Linked DNA regions of Gossypium hirsutum: region 1 is linked to region 2. The links are chromatin contacts, called in public Hi-C maps. All regions are on one chromosome and are shown on one strand. The core of a region is the stretch at or near the end of the contact, and the rest is flanking DNA. Distances in the headings are between cores, read along the strand shown.

What was found. A called contact is a pair of places that touch in the nucleus more often than the background predicts.
Region 1: a Hi-C map of leaf shows a contact between it and region 2, with 1.8 times the contacts expected there. The contact joins the promoter of LOC107898927 here to the promoter of LOC107898360 in region 2. A contact is called at or near these places in 2 of 34 Hi-C or Micro-C datasets (both in leaf).

What each region holds. Positions count from the first base shown.
Region 1 is chrD04:52,629,315-52,633,071 of Gossypium_hirsutum_v2.1, reverse strand. LOC107898927 (BTB/POZ domain-containing protein At3g22104) reads left to right here and starts at 2,190. Exons shown (of 3, transcript XM_016824498.2): 1 at 2,190-2,519; 2 at 2,651-3,537; 3 at 3,619-3,757. The coding sequence starts at 2,441.
Region 2 is chrD04:52,236,421-52,240,107 of Gossypium_hirsutum_v2.1, reverse strand. LOC107898360 (germin-like protein 9-3) reads right to left here and starts at 2,171. Exons shown (of 2, transcript XM_016823866.2): 1 at 2,079-2,171; 2 at 1,045-1,857. The coding sequence starts at 2,171. The coding sequence ends at 1,207.

The DNA of each region.
Region 1 (3,757 bases), core at 941-3,440, 390 kb before region 2:
AAAAAATCAATGAAAACATTCCAAAACTTTAACACTTTTATGATTTAGTACCCGTGTTAGTTAGATTAAGCTACAACTATCACAAAAATATAAAATTTACGAAAAATGGGCTTAGAATTAGCTTATGTGCAAAGGGAGAAGCTTGACCGAATACTCCAAGGTTTAAATGGTGGAATAGGGTGAGAGAAAGAAAAATGGAGAAGATAATGTTTTGTTTTCATTAACTTAACATATATTTTAAAAATTAAAACAAAATTTAACATATATTACCTTTAAACTAACCACTAATCTGTCAAGTACCATCTTAAATGGCTGAATTTCCATTTAAGTCCTTAAAAATCACTACTAAAGTCTTTTTAATCACTAAAAATCAATAACAAGTAACTTTTACGGTTGTTACGATTTAGTCATTGTACATTAATTAGTCACTAATTCGGAAAAATTACCTATCTAAAATTCAATTCACCTAAATAACAACTCCATAAATATTTAAGGCTTGGTTTACGGATATGAGGTCCCGATACCTCATTTTCCAAAATTACTGACTTTAGGGTCGCACCACTTGTACTTTAACTAACTTTTCAATTAACAAATTTATCAAATCAAAATTCAATATAACTCTATTATAGACTCATAAATATTGAAAAATAATATTTACTGACTCGATTGTTGGAATATAGGGTCCCAAAACCACCATTTTCGATACCACTAAAAAACAGACTGTTACAACACCTTTAAAATTTTAGGTTGAAATCCTACCATATGCAAGTTCTCTCTAAATTTTATTTTAATTTAAGTCACAATGTATGCTGACTTTATTCGAACATATTTTGATTATATGTTTGATCATGCCTTATAATGGTTGATTAATGGTGGAGTCAATTTTTTTTTCTGTGAAACCAAATTTGAATTATATTTTTTTAAGAGAGCTAAAGCATAATTTTATAACGTAAAATCTTACAATTTCTCAAAGGTTTAAATTATAAAATTTTCATAGTTGGAGGGGTCAGAACTCAGAATTGAATTTTTAATTTTGGAATGTCAAAATACAATTTTATTATTGGATTAACTTAAAGTTTTACCAATTTTAGAAGGACTAAATGAACAATTTTTTATTTTGAGAAAGAAAGCCCATGCCTATTCCCCTAACTCACCACCTCGATGAGTAATTCTAATTATATTTTTTATAATTACAATTGTACCTAACGCCTTAATGTCCCTGATAAATGATAAATTAAAAAAAATCAAACAAAATATTCTAAAAATCTTCCCACATATTTAGAATACAAATATATGTTTAAAAATAAGATGCAATAAATAATAAAATGTATAATACGATATTAAAATAAAAATACTTAAATACCCTCAAATAATGTAATTTATTTTAATTATGGAAAGATATTTCCATAATTTCTTAATCGAGTTGGTATTGACATCAACTCAGTCAGAAGTTTTATTAATAATATAGATATACAACTGAGGGAGGTAATAAAATATAAATAATAAAAATAAAATGTAAAGAAATATTAAAATAAAGTTTTAGTTAATTGGTAAATTAAATGCTTTATTAATATATTTGACCTGGGGTTTAATTCTTCTCATATGCATATTTTTATTGATTTTTTAAAAAGTAAAAAAATAAAAATATCTTCTAATGGTATTATAAAAAGACATCTTCATAATTTTTTAACTAAGTTAATATCCACTTAATTTGTAACATCCACTCGAGAGTTTAAATAACGTTATTGAGTTAAAATATAAATTAACTTGGATTTTAAGGATATCTTTGTCAACCCTATGCACGGGTCTAGATACTGGCAGCGAGAAACAGGGAACAAGAGACAAGTAAAGCCAGCAAATCAAAAAAATAATTATATTACTGTAGCTTTGAACGTCTGGTTCGGTCTGACCTCTTACACCATTTTTTCAGTACATTTCTAAATTCTTATCACAAAAGTCAAAACGATACTTGTGATTATCATAATTGGAGGAAAAACAAAATGTTTGATTCGCCATTTTCCTGATTTGATTCAATTATTTATAATGCCAGATTGCTTGAACTAAAATTGGGAATAAATGTTTGGGGTGATTGTGATTCATAATCCATCATATTTATATTCTTTTGATTCTTGCCCTTTCAGAAATGTGGAATCTATAGATACTATCTTCTTCTGTACCATTATCATTTAATTTCCCATCTACATGTGGGTCATATAAGTAGATTTTCCCTTTTTTTCCCCTTCTCTCTTTGTTCAAGACTTCCCCCCCCCCTTTTTTTTTCTTATTTATTGCTGTAGTTTTGGGTGATTTTGGGAAAGGACTAAGGGTTGCTTTCATAGCATTAAACATGAATTACTGTTAACATTGACATCTTCATTTCTGATCCTCCTTTTTACTCTTTTCTTGGTTCATTCTTGTTTTTGGATTATTTGAATTCGGGATGGAGGATCCTATTCCATTGCTGATACCCCGGTACATGCCGACAAGCATGCTTGAGGACAAACCAAGAGTCTGGTTAGGTAGCATCAAATGGAATCCTAATTTTTATCATTGCTATACTTTTTATGTTTTCTTTAATAATTTGTCCATTGTTGTTGTATTGCCATATTTTCTGCTGCTGAATCCATGGAGATGAACATTTCTGTCTCAGGGACAGGGAGCTGTAATCTATTACAAAAAACCAAGGACTCCATTGATGAGCTCAGTTTTTGGGCATGGTCCGATCTTTTGGTTGCTTTGAAGCATTACCAAGATTCACCGCGGACTGCTACCTCTTCTGGTGTACTTGAGAAATGCTTGGATTCACTTGTTGGGAGGCTTGCCATGGCTAGTGAAGTAACCCCTTGTGCATCTACTTCTCCTCCAGATAGCTCAGGGCTTCGGATTTCGTTCAATACTAGGAGTACCCAGAGCTCGAACAAAGGCCTCTTTCGAGCAACTTGGTGGTTCGAAGACCTTTCGGCATTGAGTCCCAATTTGATTGAAATGCTGGTGAAATCTATGGTGTCTCGGGGGTACAATCATGTCATCGTCAGTGGTTTCCTCTTCTATTACCAGAAGTCGAAGTTTTATACGGCCTCATCGGATGAGAAACGTGAAGTTCTAGAAATTGTGATCGATATGCTTTACACTCTTGATCCGAGTTCTATTTCGTGCAAGAGTTTGTTTGGCGTTCTTCGTCCGGTGCTGCGTTCCAACATAAGCAAAAGTTGCAGGAACAAGTTGGAGAGTATGATAGGTTCTCAACTAGATCAAGCAACAATAGACAATCTCCTAATTCCATCATATGGGAGAAGTTATCTGTATGATGTAAACCTTGTTCTTAGGTTCCTCAAGGCATTTTTACGTGAAGGAGGCTCGGAATCATCTCCGATACGAATGAAAAAGGTAGCTAGCTTGATAGATCTGTATATAACAGAAGTAGCTCCGGATCGTTGCCTAAAATCATCCAAGTTTTCAGCTTTGGTAATGGTGCTGCCGGATTCTGCCAGGGACTCATGGGATGAATTGTACCATGCCATGGACATTTATTTGGAGGTAGACTTTGATATCATTTATAAAAGGTTCCTTATATATGTACTTTTTTTTGTTCATTTGGATTAAATATGCTTTCAGTAGGTTCATACAGGGTTGTCTAAAGAAGAAAAAATGAAGATCTGTGGTGGATTGAACTATAAGAAGCTCTCTAGCGAGGCCTGCATGCACCTTTCTCAAAACACAAAATTCCCATCAACAAGCGCAGTGCAAGCTCTTATTT
Region 2 (3,687 bases), core at 922-3,421:
CGTAGCCGGCTTCAGTAATCCTAAAAAAACGTCGTTTTGGGCTTTTGAGCCAAGATCCGACCCAAGACCCCCTAGGATCCGTGTGTTTTTGGACGAAGGGTATATTTAATCCTTAGCTTATTTAATTTCTACCTTTTATAATTTCTATTTTATTTATTTTCGTATTTATCTATTTACTTATATCTTACAATTTATGCCTTACATTTTATTTTTAATTCTAATTGAACCCTCAATTTATTTATTTTCAACTTTTCATTTTTATTATTTTACCTATTTATTCTTTGCCCTTATTTTATATTCATAATGTTTGCATTTCTATCTTATCACGCATTATTCGTCGTTTTTTACCCGTTATCTTATATTGTGCTAGTATTCGTGTCAAGTGTTACACTTAAACGTATTTGGCCGTTTTATACCATACCCGAATAAATTAAATATATATCATTTTAAGTGTTACATTAATTTTTGCTCGATGTATAAAAAGAAATTTTTAAAATTAAGATAATGTTTCATATTTGGATATTCGAAAGGTCGTGCCCTAACTTACGGGGTTCGACTTTCTCTTTGAACCAAGATAATCGAACATTCCTCTTAAAATTTAAACACATGAGATTTAAATAGCATTTTAAAGAGCGAGCTCCTTTTCGAGGATTCGAGATGTCGTATCCTAACTTACGGGACGTGATTTTTTGTTACCTCGAGATAAGAGAGCCTTTTATATATATTTTGATTTATGCAAGCGGTTTAAATAATAACATTATACAAAGTGGGGTCGTTTTCTAAATCTCTTCAAATTTTTATTTTTCGACACTAAAAACATCAAGTAATCAATTAGGTACCAATTTTGGGCGTAACGAGGGTGCTAATCCTTCCTCGTGCGTAACTGACTCCCGAACTCATTTTTTTGGATTTTTGTAGACCGAAAAACATTGTTTTAATAAATCAAACCTTTCATTGAAACAATCAAATTTCGAAGTAACCGGATTACGCCTCTCAAAAGTGATTGGTCGCGACTCCCATTTTCGTTTTAAATAAAAAGTCGATTTAAATAAACAATTACCACATAGATTTTAGTACAACAAACATTTGGAGACAAACCAATTTAGTTCAGAATGCAAAACACATGAACCTCTGACCAAAAGTAGATGGTAAATTTCAATACAAAATCACAATAAAACAACGAAAAAGTTTTAAAGACAAATGGAATCATGCAAGACCAGCCTTGAGAGCTTGAATGGTGGAAACATCGGTTTTGAAGGATTTAGCCAATATAGTGTCGTCAATGTTGGTGGCAAAAAGGGTCTTAGGGAGCGATACGGTTCCTGCATTTGCACTTCCAAACGAAGAAATCGCGATAGCTGGGTTATTGGGATCCGCATTGTACTGATAGTGCACTAACCCTTTAGGAAAGATAAACATGTCGCCGGCTTGTAGACTCTGAGTGAAAAGCTTGTTTGTTGTGTCGACAAAACCAACTTCCAGGCTCCCATCAACGAGGAAAAGCAGCTCGGCCGCACGAGGATGAGTGTGTGGAGGATTGAGAGAGCTTGCAGGGTATTGAAGAACGGCGTAGGACACACTTTGACCATTTAGTGCTGGGAATTCCACCATGCTAGCTTTCAGGATCGTGAAATTTGCAGGGAAGGTGCTTTGGTTGACGAGGACTCGCATCCCTGTGTACGTGAAGAAGCTTCCATCAACGTTGTTTTGGTTAGGGACTAAAAAATCAGAAAGAATATCAGGATCACCAGCCAGGGCTATTTGAACAATGACAAATGAAGATAACACAAGGGAAAGCAATTTCATGGTGGAAATCCTTGAAGCCGTGTTAGAAAAATTAGGGAATGTGGTGCCTGCCTGGATGGGATGGTTCAAGTTTGAAGGATGGTGGTGTATTTATAGAGTTGAATTAAGTGTAATGGCTTTGTTGCAAGACAAATTTGGTGATATTGCAACAGGTGAAGATTACTAAGTCCCTTGTGCTTGTACGTGGGTTGGGTTGGAATTTAGGATGTTAAAAGACGTGAAGAACTATGAAGTTTACCCAAATTCCTATATATCCTTATCCTTCAATATACAGAATAATTGATCGGAGATATTCCCAACAGCTTAGTTGTCACATTTTGCTTCTTGTTGTTGATTAGGGTAAAAAGAGTGGAAGAATCAAGCATTATTATTATTATTATATTTGTTGCCAAAGCAAAATGAGTTGTAGTTTGTCCTCAGGGTACGGTCCCCTTTTTTGTGTGAAGGTTCTTTTATCCAAATTAAACTTCAATTGGGATGGATTCAGATTCCCCAATTAATTATTTAGAAAATGGAAAAAAATTGTGACATCATGTAGGTTGTAAAATGAATCTCTTATTGGCTTTCAGAATTGTAAGTGAATATTTTCTATTTATTCATCTAAATTAATATAGATGAGAGGTTATAATGATCATGTCATTTTTACTCAAACTAACAAATAATCGTGCAAATAAAGTCCTTAGAAATGAATTTTACGTAACCATCCGAAATTATTTTAAATCACTCATTCGTATCTAATTCCGACTTAATCATTATATTCTAAAAATTTTAAATTATCATTATATAGTTCTTAATTCCTACATATAATTCCCTAATAACTCAACAATGATTTCCTTACTAACACTTGTTCAAACTTGCTTCTACATTACCCATTTGTTATTCAACTCAATTTCATCATGATCACAATTTAAATATCATTAATTACTCAGGTTTGAACAAAAATCATTTAATAAAAAATGTATTATGAGTGAACAACCGGTTACGGTGCCTGGTAGGATTTCGAAGAAAGTCCGGTGTCGAGAGGAGGAGCCATCGGATGAAGGAGGAGATTTGGAAACTTTGGGTGCAGGAATGTCCAAACCATTCTCGTTTAAGGATGCTGTTCTTAATACAGGTCCCATGAATAATACCATGGATGATGAGTGGGAAGTGGATGATTTGGATCATCGAGAAGATGATGTGAGGAAAGATGTCGTTGATGGAGTGCCTTCAATTGAGTTTTCGGACAGGGTTTATGGACTTGCTAGAAAGAGCATGTCGAAGACACTAGTAGTCAAGTTGCTGGGAAGGAAAATTGGATATAACGCCTTATGGAACAAGGTGTGTGCCTTGTGGAAACCTAAGATGAGATTCCCATAATATCGATAACGACTATTATTTGGCGAAGTTTGAATCTGACTTGGACTACAATAATGTTGTTTCAAAGGGTCCATGGGTGATCTTCGGACATTATTTGACCATTCAGTCTTGGTCGACTCAATTTTCAACTCTTGAGGATTTTCCACTAAGTGTGTGGCTTGGGTCCGTATTCTAGGGCTCTTTGGAGCTCTATATAAAAGGAGCCTACTGCAAGAGATTGGGAGTTTGATTGGAAAGGTAGTCAAAGTTGATTTCCAAACGGACAAGGGATCGAGGGGCCAGTTTGCAGGGTTTGTAGTGCAAGTGAATCTGTCCAAACCTTTGGTTTCAAATCTCCGGGTTGCGAGCAGACTTCATTGAATTGAGTATGAATCTCTTCTGTCGATTTGCTTCCATTGTGGGAGATTTGGACATTTGCGGGATGTCCCTATGGTTCTCTGGAGAAGGGCATGAAAGGTGATGGGGAGAATCTTCATGGTAATAAATCACCAAATCAGCAAGGGGATAGTGTGGGTGTTCAAG